Regions from separate parts of the Mus musculus genome. Here region 2 is linked to region 1. A link is a contact called in public HiChIP or PLAC-seq data. All regions are on one chromosome and are shown on one strand. Each heading gives the region's core, a stretch centred on a gene start, on an enhancer-like site or on the middle of the called end of the contact. The rest is flanking DNA. Distances are from core to core; before and after follow the strand shown. Region 1 overlaps Kcnab1 (potassium voltage-gated channel, shaker-related subfamily, beta member 1). Region 2 overlaps Kcnab1 (potassium voltage-gated channel, shaker-related subfamily, beta member 1).

What was found. HiChIP or PLAC-seq counts read pairs in DNA pulled down with a chosen protein or histone mark.
Region 2: a FOXA1 HiChIP or PLAC-seq map of pancreatic cancer cells shows a contact between it and region 1. The contact joins two enhancer-like sites. A contact is called at or near these places in 1 of 484 Hi-C or Micro-C datasets (embryonic fibroblasts) and 1 of 115 datasets of contacts at active chromatin or transcription factors (pancreatic cancer cells).

Annotation. Positions count from the first base shown.
Region 1 is chr3:65,133,762-65,139,701 of GRCm38.p6, reverse strand. All of the region lies in intron 1 of Kcnab1 (potassium voltage-gated channel, shaker-related subfamily, beta member 1), which reads right to left. It overlaps A330015K06Rik (RIKEN cDNA A330015K06 gene), which reads left to right. Exons shown (of 5, transcript NR_126080.1): 4 at 3,894-4,108; 5 at 5,088-5,940. Among named protein-coding and RNA genes, the nearest start is that of Kcnab1, 28 kb to the right of the region's middle. Within about 2 kb of position 4,426, at least 36 of the 459 cell types and tissues checked have an H3K27ac peak or open chromatin away from gene starts, as enhancers often do. A contact at or near this core is called in pancreatic cancer cells, where this site is marked.
Region 2 is chr3:65,313,263-65,319,143 of GRCm38.p6, reverse strand. All of the region lies in intron 7 of Kcnab1 (potassium voltage-gated channel, shaker-related subfamily, beta member 1), which reads right to left. Among named protein-coding and RNA genes, the nearest start is that of A330015K06Rik, 14 kb to the right of the region's middle. Within about 2 kb of position 3,098, at least 12 of the 459 cell types and tissues checked have an H3K27ac peak or open chromatin away from gene starts, as enhancers often do. A contact at or near this core is called in pancreatic cancer cells, where this site is marked.

The sequences.
Region 1 (5,940 bases), core at 3,177-5,676:
AAAAATGCCATATAGAGTTGATTAACATTCTTGTAGATTCCTAGATTTTTCTTGAAAAATTGGAAGCTCTGACAGCTTGGGGTCCACATTTCAACAAAGTGACAATGCTGGAAGAGCTGCTTGCTTCAGGCTGGCAGTTGAAACTTTTGTCTATAGGTCATCTGGTCCATGACAGACATTCACATTATCTGCCTGGGCCCTGTGGATATCAGAGTGTGCACTATTCGGACTGGGTGTCTTGTCAATCATCCAGTCCATTTCAGACCCAAGTTCTCAAGATCCTTGATTCTGAAAGTATATGCAAGGCTGGGGATATAGTGCTACCTGGGACTTGCCTTGAATGCACTGATTTTTTTTTTTCAGGGCCTGTGCAATAGATCAGTGAACTAATCAATGAGTGATACAATCAATGCCTGGAAGAACCTGCAACATAAAATAAATGCTGACTATTTTCAGCTGTGTTACAAAACCACTACCTGTGGGTGTATCTGCAAGGGGAACGGCTTCTGCTCTCTCTTTCAGCTCACCATCTCTCAGGGGACCAGATTCTTCCAGAAAACACTGAGCACAGCCTTGAGTTTCCTTGTCTTCCTTCTTTTTCTGCTCTCTGTAACTGCTCTCCCAGTAGCCTTTTCATTCTTCGGATACAGATTAGCTTTGTAAATAACCAGGGCAACCAATGTCTTAGGTATCTTAAATATTTAATTCCCTATGTGAAACATTAGTTGTGCAATCGGAAGGAATTTGCATGTGGTTTTAATGGGATTCTAGAATTTCTTGTTTTTGTGCTGCTGTCTATTACTAGATCCATCATGACTCCCAGAGAATCCCAGAAGGCCCTTGGTGCAGTTGGTGGTTGAAGATATCAGCTCTGATGGGAAGTGGCTTTGTGAAAAATGAGAGGCTAGTAAATACTAAAATGTCGTGTGTGTGTGTGTGTGTGTGTGTGTGTGTATGTGGCTGGGCAAGTCACCTGTCTTGTGGCTGTTGCTTCTCTGTCTTTCTTTTTCTCTTTCTTCCTCTCCCCTTAGGTGAGCCTGCAAGTGACTCATCTTTTTGAGTCATTTCCTTTAAAAGTGGCAAGGTTAATGGCATTGTGATGGTAAAGAAAGAAAACAGAACAGAGAACTGTAGCCACACATACTAATGGATACACACACTCTTAACACCCACAGTGCACACACAGCAATCCATTACTCAAGTGAAAGGCAATTAAAAGGATGTTTTTCCATGTAAAATTTATTTTAATCTAAAGGCTGAGGCATAGTAGCCAAGTTTCGCCTTGGAGCAACATTTCATAACCAAGTTATAAATGCTTGAAAATAGCAAGCCACAATGGAAACCCTGTCACACTCTTAATTATCTTGTCAGCAGATGCAATGTTAAAATGTACATATAAATGTTCCTTTTACAATCCTATGGAAGGACACATGCTCCACTATGTTCATAGCAGCCTTATTTATAATAGCCAGAAGCTGGAAGGAACCCAGATGCCCCTCAACAGAGGAATGGATACAGAAGATGTGGTACATCTACACAATGGAGTACTACTCAGCTATTAAAAAGAATGAATTTATGAAATTCCTGGCCAAATGGATGGACCTGGAGGGCATCATCCTGAGTGAGGTAACACATTCACAAAGGAACTCACACAATATGTACTCACTGATAAGTGGATATTAGCCCAAAACCTAAGATACCCAAGATATAAGATACAATTTCCTAAACACATGAAACTCAAGAAAAATGAAGACTGAAGTGTGAACACTATGCCCCTCCTTAGAAGTGGGAGCAAAACACCCTTGGAAGGAGTTACAGAGACAAAGTTTGGAGTTGAGATAAAAGGATGGACCATGTAGACACTACCATATCCGGGGATCCATCCCATAATCAGCTTCCAAATGCTGACACCATTGCATACACTAGCAAGATTATGCTGAAAGGACCCTGATATAGCTGTCTCTTGTCAGAGTATGCCTGGGCCTAGCAAACATAGAAGTGGATGCTCACAGTCGGCTATTGGATGGATCACATGGCCCCCAATGAAGGAGCTAGAGAAAGTACCAAAGAAGCTAAAGGGATCTGCAACCCTATAGGTGGAACAACATTATGAACTAACCAGTATCCCGGAGCTCTTGACTCTAGCTGCATATGCATCAAAAGATGGCCTAGTCGGCCATCACTGGAAAGAGAGGCCCATTGGACACGCAAACTTTATATGCCCCAGTACAGGGGAACGCCAGGGCCATAAAAGGGGAGTGGGTGGGTAGGGGAGAGGGGGTGGGTGGCTATGGGGGACTTTTGGTATAGCATTGCAGATGTAAATGAGCGAAATACCTAATAAAAAATGGAAAAAAAAAAAAAAAAAAAAAAAAAAAAAAAAAAAGAATTAACTTCTAACATCTGACCTACCTTTTGCAAACTCTGAGAGGAATAATTATTCTAGGTTCCAGAGCAAAATGGGTTCTTTTCAGTCAAGAGTCTAGAAATATTAATATCTTCCTGCAGCTGAAACCATACCCAGTGCTTGGAGAGTGGTAAAAATAATCATGTCAACAGCTGACCTGTGCTGAGGCGAGCTATGCTCTGGGCTTTGTTCCAGCTGTTTCTCGTCTTAGCACATGTAACCATCAAAACTTGACCCTGAGAGGTGCTCCGTGCAGACTGTCCTGCACTTCCCTCTGCATCTCCTCTCTCCGTCTCCCTGATCTGTGCTCTGGGTGCTCACTTCTTCGGACCTTACCTTCAGGCTCCCAAAGGAGAAAGCTAAGGGTTTCTTAGGATCTCACAGTAGGATGAGAAGAGAGGCTTGGTAGTACTGTTCTTCCAGTTTAATTTCTTAGGATTCTAGGCTGTATGTCATTTCACAGCTCTATGCTTTAACCCAGTTGGACAGCCACTGGATTCTCTTTAGCTTCCGGGCCTTGCTTCCCCTCCTCATGCTGAAGATATGGGGGTTCCTTGCTATCCCCAGCGTGTTCACCAACTTTCCTGGAGTGCCTGTAGCTCTCTGTGCACTCAGCCCATTGATGGCCTCTTAAACTCCTCCTCTTACTTGAGTGTGCCATTTATCTGGATCCTAAATAATTTAGTACAATCATTTCCATTTTATGGATTGAAATATACTGAAATCCTGATAGGCTCTGCGACTTGTACAGGATCACACGTTAATAAATGGCAGAGCCAGGATATAACTAAGATCTTACTCTAGCACAGGTCTTAGCTATCATGGAGTACAGCACTTCCTTGTGTTGTTTTATGCAGGATGTCTGCAGTGCACCTAGGCTTCCAGCCCAGGTCGGCAACCTGACTTTACTGCTGGTGGCTGGATGATGCTGGTTTTCCAGAGCAGCATGGTTCTTTGGGCTTTGGTTTCATCATCTATAAACTGAAGGAAAAAAAGCCCTGTTCTACTTACTGCTCAGGATTCTTTTAAAAATAAAACTGAGGCAATAAAACTGACATGAATGCTATGTAAATACAAGTTATTTAGGGTGACTATACTGTTTCTAATGGTATTAATATGCACATATCTCTCTCTTTATACACACACACACACACACACACACATATATCCACATAAATATACACATTTTTTCTTACATTGGCCCATGTATGCTCTACTGAGATAGAAATATATATATATATATATATATATATATGAATATAAAATTGTGTGTTTGTGTGTGTGTATGTGTGTGTGATATAACCATCATTCAGTCTATAGGTCAAAATGCCATTGTTCTAAGATAAAATCCTTTGCCCAGGTATCTACTATTGTTTTCCCTGTCAGCTTTGCTCTAAGTAACAAGACTCCCACATTTATATTCAATTATATAACAACTTTTCTGTCTTTAACTTCATTCCCCATTGACAATTTTCTATGTAAGAAGAAATGTCCACATCTTTAGAGGCTAAAGGAACACACACATGAATTATATTGTGTAAAATGGGTTTTTAATCCCACCTGAATGAACAGGAACTTTTTTCTTACATTGGCCCATGTATGCTACTGAGATCAACATGCGCTAAGAGGAAAACCAAAATGAAAGTTTCTATTGGTTGGTGAAAAGCAAGATCTTCGTCTTTCCCGTCCGGTTGGAGGCTAGTGAGTATTTGATAATATTCTGGACTTCAGTTCTCAGAATGACCCACAGTGCTTGATCTACAAAGCCTTAAAGAATTCCAGGGCCTTAAAGAATTCCAGAGCCTTAAAGAATTCCAGGGCCTTAAAGAATTCCAGGGCCTCCAGAGAGCAGTACATTCTCATGTGAGGGTGATAGCAGTGGGCTCTCAGGAAGTTGCAGGAATTTGCAGAGCATCACTTTGCCAAGAACAAGCAACATGGAGCCTGGTAGTGTCCTGTCTGCAGCCCACATGTTCACAGACCCGACAGAGACTCCTCTCCCACACACAAGGCTGGCTACCACAGCCCTCGGAGGGAAAAGCAGACACTCCCATGCACCCTAGATGCATTCCTCACCTTCGTCTGCCCATAGGTCTGACTCATTGTCCGATATTGGCAATATTATTTATTTATGTAGTGACTCAGTTTTCCTATTGACAAAGTATGTATCAGCTTCCTGCCTGGTGCTCACATGATTCTAGATTGTTGGTGAATCTATCTCCAAATGTAGCCACAGAGCAGTGAAGGAAAATTAATTCTTTGTACCTTTACCTAGAATCAAGGATGTATGCGTCACATGTACTTACTTTAAATCAGACAACAGATGTTAGATGTCTTTGACATTTAAGATTCTGGCTCAGGGCATACATCCCTCTCATCTTTGTTTCTCCTGCATGTGTGACCTCATAAGTGGGTGGGTATGGAGGCAATGAAATACATGGCTATCAGGCTGGAATCTAGATTCAGGCAGGATGGTATGGGGTGTTTTACCTTCCTGAGCCTCAGTTTATGTATCTATATATACATACACACGTATATATATACATACACACATATATATATACATACACACACATATATATACATATATATATATATGTACACTTTTGCATTTTTTATGTATGACTTACCATAGTCTATAAATTGACTAACATCTTTCTTTTTATACTCCCACTTTCAGCTCTTCTCCCAAGTGCCCATTATGTGGCAGGTTCTCAGAAATTATTGATCAAGAGAAAGAAGATGGATTCTTGCCCTCCAGGAGGTCACTTCCGAGGCAGTACATAAGACAGCTGCATACCAGGTAGCTGGTACTGACTGGCTGATGAATGACACACAGCGCTGAGAGACGGAATGCTTCTGATCAGATCGAAAGGCAGGCTGCATTGGAAAGTGGTGCTTCCAGCTGAAATCATGGTGCCCTCCCTTATCAGAACACGGCTCAATCAATTACAAATATCACTCCAGCTCCGGTCACTCAAACAGGGACATCATCTCCTCTTTCTTTTCTGGGTTAGAACTTTTACCTTATCATGGTGATAACTGACTACATTAAATTCCTTCTGATGCTCCAACCAATTAACAGGAATTTAGTGGCTCTACAAGAACTTTAGATTGCCTCACATTGCTGTAGAAGCCAGCATTTCTCAATCAGTTTTAGCTGGCTAAAGTCAGAGACATGGTCAGGGGAGCAGGGCTGGTCACCAACGCAGCTTTGGCAGAGAATCACTTCCTGGTCTTTTTGTCGCCACTGCATTCTGCCACACTCAGCCGTCAGCTCTCTCTTCAGACCCAGCGGTGAACACCCTTCCATCTGTCTGTCATCAGAATTTCCCTCTACTTCACTCTCAAGAGGGAGTTTTTGTGGTTGCACTAAGTTGTGCCTGGATAATCCAGGATAATCTCCTCAGTTCAGGATCTCCAAATAAACTCCAGCTACAAATTTCACGAGCCACGCATTCACAGTGTTAGGGCCTGGCGGGCATTATACCTTCATGGAGCAGCCAGTAAAAAGAGGAAGGAGGTCATATCTT
Region 2 (5,881 bases), core at 1,849-4,348, 180 kb before region 1:
GGAAAATGATGTTTGAGCAAGCCGGAGGGAAACCCTCCAAATCCAAGAATCAAACAGCCTAGAGAACCACAGAGGCTCTCACCATTCCCAGTGCTCCTAATACAGTTCTTTATGCTATGGTGACCCACAACCATAAGATTATTTTTTCACTGTTATAAATTGTAACCTAAATATCTGTGTTTTCCGATGGCCTTAGGCGACCCCTGTAAAAGGGTCACTTGGATCAAAGGTTGAGAGCAAATGGCCTAGAGAGAGACACTTTTTGGGAGGGGAGGGAGACTTGAACCAACCTCTCACTAGGGTGAAATTCAGTACTGAGTAGACTCCTCCACCCTGCCCTTGCTCCCAGGCTAATCTTCACAGAGAGTCTCTGGATCCACCCCAGAGCTAGGCAAGCATCTCTGACATTGGTGAGCTGGACCCGGGTTCTCACTTACACAATTGCTAACTCAGCCAGTATACCAGTTCTAAAGGTTGTAGCATCAGGTATGACACTACTTAACACCAATCTTGTTAGCCAAGGGATTACCTCCACTATTCACCTTCAATCTCAGGCAGCAAGTTCAAAGACATTTTATTTGCAAGTAACGTATGATGGAAAGAGGTATAGAACTTTTACTTGAAACTCAGTGCTGGGGCTGTAGATTCTTCCCATGAACAACACCCATGCAGAAAAGCCTGGATGTCACATAAAATTCCAGTTTGCATTGCCTGTACCTGGCTGCAGTGGTGTCCAGCCAAAGGGACGACATCACCAGACAGGCCATGGAAACATAGTTACACTGGACTCAGGAACCTAAGGGCTCCAGAGAGGCACCCAAACCTGGCCTTTTGAGCTGCATCCCTTGTGGTAAGGCTCAGGGCTGCTTAGAACCCTGTTGTTCCTGACTGCAGGCTAGTGATTGTAGATGAGGTGTTCGGTCCTGAGATTGGATCACCTTATCTAGGCAGTCCCCTAATCTACCACATACAGCGGTACCAATTGCAACAAACCTAAGCTAGGGATAGCAGAATAGCAGCACTAGTTTTGAATTTACTGGGACTAGCGCCCTCTAGTGTTGCAACCGTGGGCAATAAATACAGGCTCCAGAACGACCTTCTTAGAATTCCCAGGCCAGGCACCATTAAAGCCAAGTAGTGACAGCTGGAATACACGCCGAATGCTTCAGTGCATGGATGCTGTCAGATACTAACAAGCATCGAGAGCTTCCAGGGAGCTGAGATGTCAAAAGCCGATGATGAGGTGGTGGATATGTTGGCCTCTTGGACAAGAATTCAAAACAGTTATTTGATGGAAAGTCGTGAACTTCAAGAAGATACAGAGAAGCTGAGCATGGTGACACATGGCTGTACTTCCAGCACTAAGTATGTTGAGGCAGGAGGATTGCAACTTAGAAGCTTGTCTGAGTTAATGAGATCCTGTTTTGTGTAATGGTCAAGCAAGAGTTGGAGAAATAGTCTTTCTCAAGAAAGAACACACCAATTGGTTATCTAATACCAAATGGACAGCCCTGAAAATGTACATAAAAGTAACATTATGTAGGTTGTATTTATGAATGTAAGACTATATATATGTGTATGTGCATGTGTCTGTGTGTTTGTGTATGTGTGTGTATGTATGCATGTATGTGTATGTGTGCGTGTGTGTCTGTGTCTGTATGTCTGTGTATGTGTTTGTGTATCTATGTCTGTGTATGTGTGTCTCTGTGTGTGTATATGTATATACATATATATGTGTGTATATGTATATATGTGTATGTTTGTGTGTGTCTGTATGTCTGTGTATATCCATGTATATATGTGTGTGTCCATGTGTATATGTATGCATGCATGTGTCTCTGTGTGTATGTGTGCATGTATGTATGTATGTGTGTATGTATATATTTGTGACAACAAATAATGAAAAATAGAAGCCATGCATTTGGAAGAAAGCAAGGAAAGATGTATAGGAGGGTTTGAAGGGAGGAAAGGGTAGGAGGAAGTGACATAATTATAATCTCAAAAAATATGTATATGTACATGTATATGTATATGTATGCCAGAACTGGTCCAGGGGTGGATAATACATTAGAAATAACCTACTGAAACATGATCCTTAAAAGCACAAGAGAATCTGGGTGGTGGTGGTGGGAGCACACCCTTTTTCCAGCACTTGAGATGTAGAAGCAGACAAATATCTAAGTTCAAGGCCAGCCTGGTCTACAGAGGGAGCTCCAGGACAGCCAGGGCTACACAGACAAACCCTGTCTTGAAAATGAGAAATAAAAGCAGACAACAACCATAACAACAACAAAATAAAATCTCTGGAGAAACAATTGAGTAATCACCAGGAAACCTTGCTACAGAAAGTAAAATCATTTTTAGAACCTGTAACAACTCCTGGAGCTGAAATGCAGAGCAGATGAAGAGGGAACTGACAGCATCCACAGAGAATCCACCTAACAGCAGGGGCAGTGAACTTGAAGTCAAGATATTTGAATATATCCAGGAGGAAGAAAGTGAAAAGGAATGAGGAAAGCTCGCAGGGTCTCAGAACATCATGAAAAGAAGAGATACTCAGGTTTGGGGTTTCAGTGAGGGTTTCGGAATCCTAGAGTTAAACATTTACTAAAAGTAACAAGGGGATGGAAAGATGGCTTCGGCAGCTAATAAGTCTTTTCTTCTCTACCAGGGACCCCAGTTCAATTCCTAGCAGAGTTGGGTGGCATCTATAGCCTGTAACTCTAGCTCCTTTCTGACCTTGACTCTTCTTCCCTGCACATGTGGCATCTACTCACACAGACACAAATACATATGCATAAATTTTAAGAGATAAAACTTATAAAAATATAATAACATGCTGAGAAAAAGTGACAGTCTAGTGCTCAGGCCTGAACAGGACATCTCTACCTCCTCTCTGATGCTCCAGGATCGTTATAGACAGAAGGGTCAGAAAGTATACAAGAGCCGGAAAGGCTGTGAAAGGCTAATTTCTGGGTATGCCACGATCAATGCAACTGTGATTTCCCAGCAGCTGAGGCTGTCTTGTATAACACTCGCCTTGACATCAGTTAAACATGGATAAGGGAGGGGCTCGTGGGCCCTACCCCTCCCTACTGAACTATTGGCTACTAGTGGACTCTGGGAGAGGCTCAGCCATTATATTTCATTGTATACCCATGTGTGACTCACACATTATCCCATGACTGCCTTAGTGAAACTCAGGGTGTCACAAAACAAAACAAAACAAAACAAAACAAAAGGACCAGAATTTGAGAAAGCGACTTGCAGCTAGAAGGGAGTTAGACAGAGGAAGAGGAAGATGGGAGAGGAGGAAGAGAGAGTAACCCGAATGTATTATGCAATGCATTCGTATAAAATGCGTTATCAAAGAACACATTTAATAAATAAAGTATATTAAAAACTGGTTTTATAGGAATAAGCATGATTCACACATAGGTTTGTATATACATAAAAATGTATGACGATATTAATGTATTTCCTAAAAAAGATAGTAACAAAAAGCTTTCCAAACCTAGAGAGAGAACCAAATACCCAGATGGAGGAAAGTCAAAGGTAACAGATGTGATTTAACCAAATCTACCCCAAGTTGACATGTTATAATCAGGTCTCAAAAGTTAAAAGAAGAGAATTGTGAAAATAGCAAGAGAAGAAGGAATGGAGGGAGGATGTGTAAGAGGAGGAAGTGGAAGGATAGGAAGGGCTGATATTGGGTTGTAAAGTGAATACATGATAATAGTAATAGTAATAACTAATAATTAATAATAATGGCTGGTGTACTCAGCAAAGCAAGCTTTCAGAGGAGGAGACAAAAGGATATTTCTAAATAGAAGCGAAGGGAATTCTTGCCACTTAGACTCAGTCTAGAATAAATCCTAAGGGGAATTCTTGCGAGCACAAGACATTGTTGAGTAAACAAAACACTGGAAGCGGGCAGTGAGTTTTCAGACAGATGTGGTGTCTTCTAATACTTTAACTATGGCACTCCAAATATCTTTAGTATGAGGATTAAAAATCAAAAAATTTGAAAATGACTACACTGCTATTTTAAGAAATAGGCAATAGAAAAAGATGAAATGAAACATTAGAAATTAAAATATATGACAGAATACAGTGCATGTATTGAGGTTTTCTTTATTTTTAATATTTATGATCAAAATTAAGTTGCCATATTTTCAAAATAACTTGTACTAAATAATCTTTTTGTATATTTAATATTAAGTACAAAGAGAAAACCTACGGTTACACCATAACAAAAAATAAAGAATCGCTGGGCGTGGTGGCGCACGCCTTTAATCCTAGCACTTGGGAGGCAGAGGCAGGCAGATTTCTGAGTTTGAGGCCAGCCTGGTCTACAGAGTGAGTTCAAGGACAGCCAGGACTACACAAGAGAAACCCTGTCCCGAAACAAACAGACAAACGAAACAACCAAAAAAAAAAAAAAAAAAAAAAAAAAGAACCAGACAACACTACTAGAAAAACTCACAACCAAAAACACTGAGAGAGGAAGAAATGAGGAGCTAAAACAATATAGAAAACAAGTAACATCATAAAAAACAATATAACACCCATCATGATGGGTGAGTCCTTTCCCATCAATAACTATTTTAAATATAACTGGATGGAATTCTGCAATACAGATATACATAATGAAGAAAAGTATTTGTCCAATATACATCTGACTAAGGACTGATATCAAGAACATTGAAGAGACTCAATAGCAAATCATTATCTACCACCACTGTAATCATCTTTGTCATGATTCAATTATGTAATGGTAAATAGGCTGAAATATATATTGCCTCAAATAAATGAAAAAAAATGTGATTATCTATCTATCTATCTGACTATCTATCTATCTATCTATCTATCTATCTATCTATCTATCTATCTTATAAGGTCATGCATATTATATTCAGCCACTAGAACATTATATCCTATCATTTATGACAACATAATATACGGAAAGCAAAACATTATTCTTTTTTAATTTTAATTTTTACTATTTTCTTTATTTACATTTCAAATGTTTTCCCCTTTCCTAGTTTCCCCTCTGAAAATCCCCTATCCCCTTCTCCCCTTCCCCTGCTCCCCAACCCACCCACTCCTGCTTCCTGTCCTAGTATTCTTATACTGGGGCATCAAGCCTTCACAGGACCATATGCAGACCATTCCTCTGCCACATATGCAGCTAGAGCCATGAGTCCCACCATGTGGCAAAACATTATTCTAAGTAAAATAAAACATATAAGAAAACAAATGCCAAGTGGTCTCACTTACATGCAGAGTTTAAAAATGTTATGCTGGGGGCCAGAGAGATGCTCAGTAGTAGGAGCAGAGGGTCCTCTCTAAGTTTGGTTACTAGTGATGTGTTTATAGAAAGGTAAAGAGCGAGGGGATATGTTTGGTGGAGGTGTAGTCAGGTATGGGGGAAGCATCCCTTCCCCCTGAGGGACCAGCCACATGATGGTATAGTATAGAATAGAGTTTATTCAGGGCATGGGGAGGGGAGTCAAGAGGGTAGGCGAGAGAGAGAGAGAGAGAGAGAGAGAGAGAGACAGAGAGAGAGACAGAGACAGAGAGACAGAGAGATAGAGAGAGAGGGACAGACAGACAGGACAGACAGAGACAGACAGAGAGAGTAGAGTAGTAGAGGCTGGCCATGAGTACATGAAGAGAGGGGGGAAGGGAACAGGGAGAGAGTAGGAGCAGGAAGGCAAGAGCAGGAGAGAGAGAGAGAGAGAGAGAGAGAGAGAGAGAGAGAGAGAGAGAGAGAGAGGGAGGAGGGGGCAGGCAGCCCCTTTTATAATGAGTCGGGCATACCTGGCTATTGCCAGGTAACTGTGGGGCAGAGATTAGACAAAATGCTAACACCTAGCAC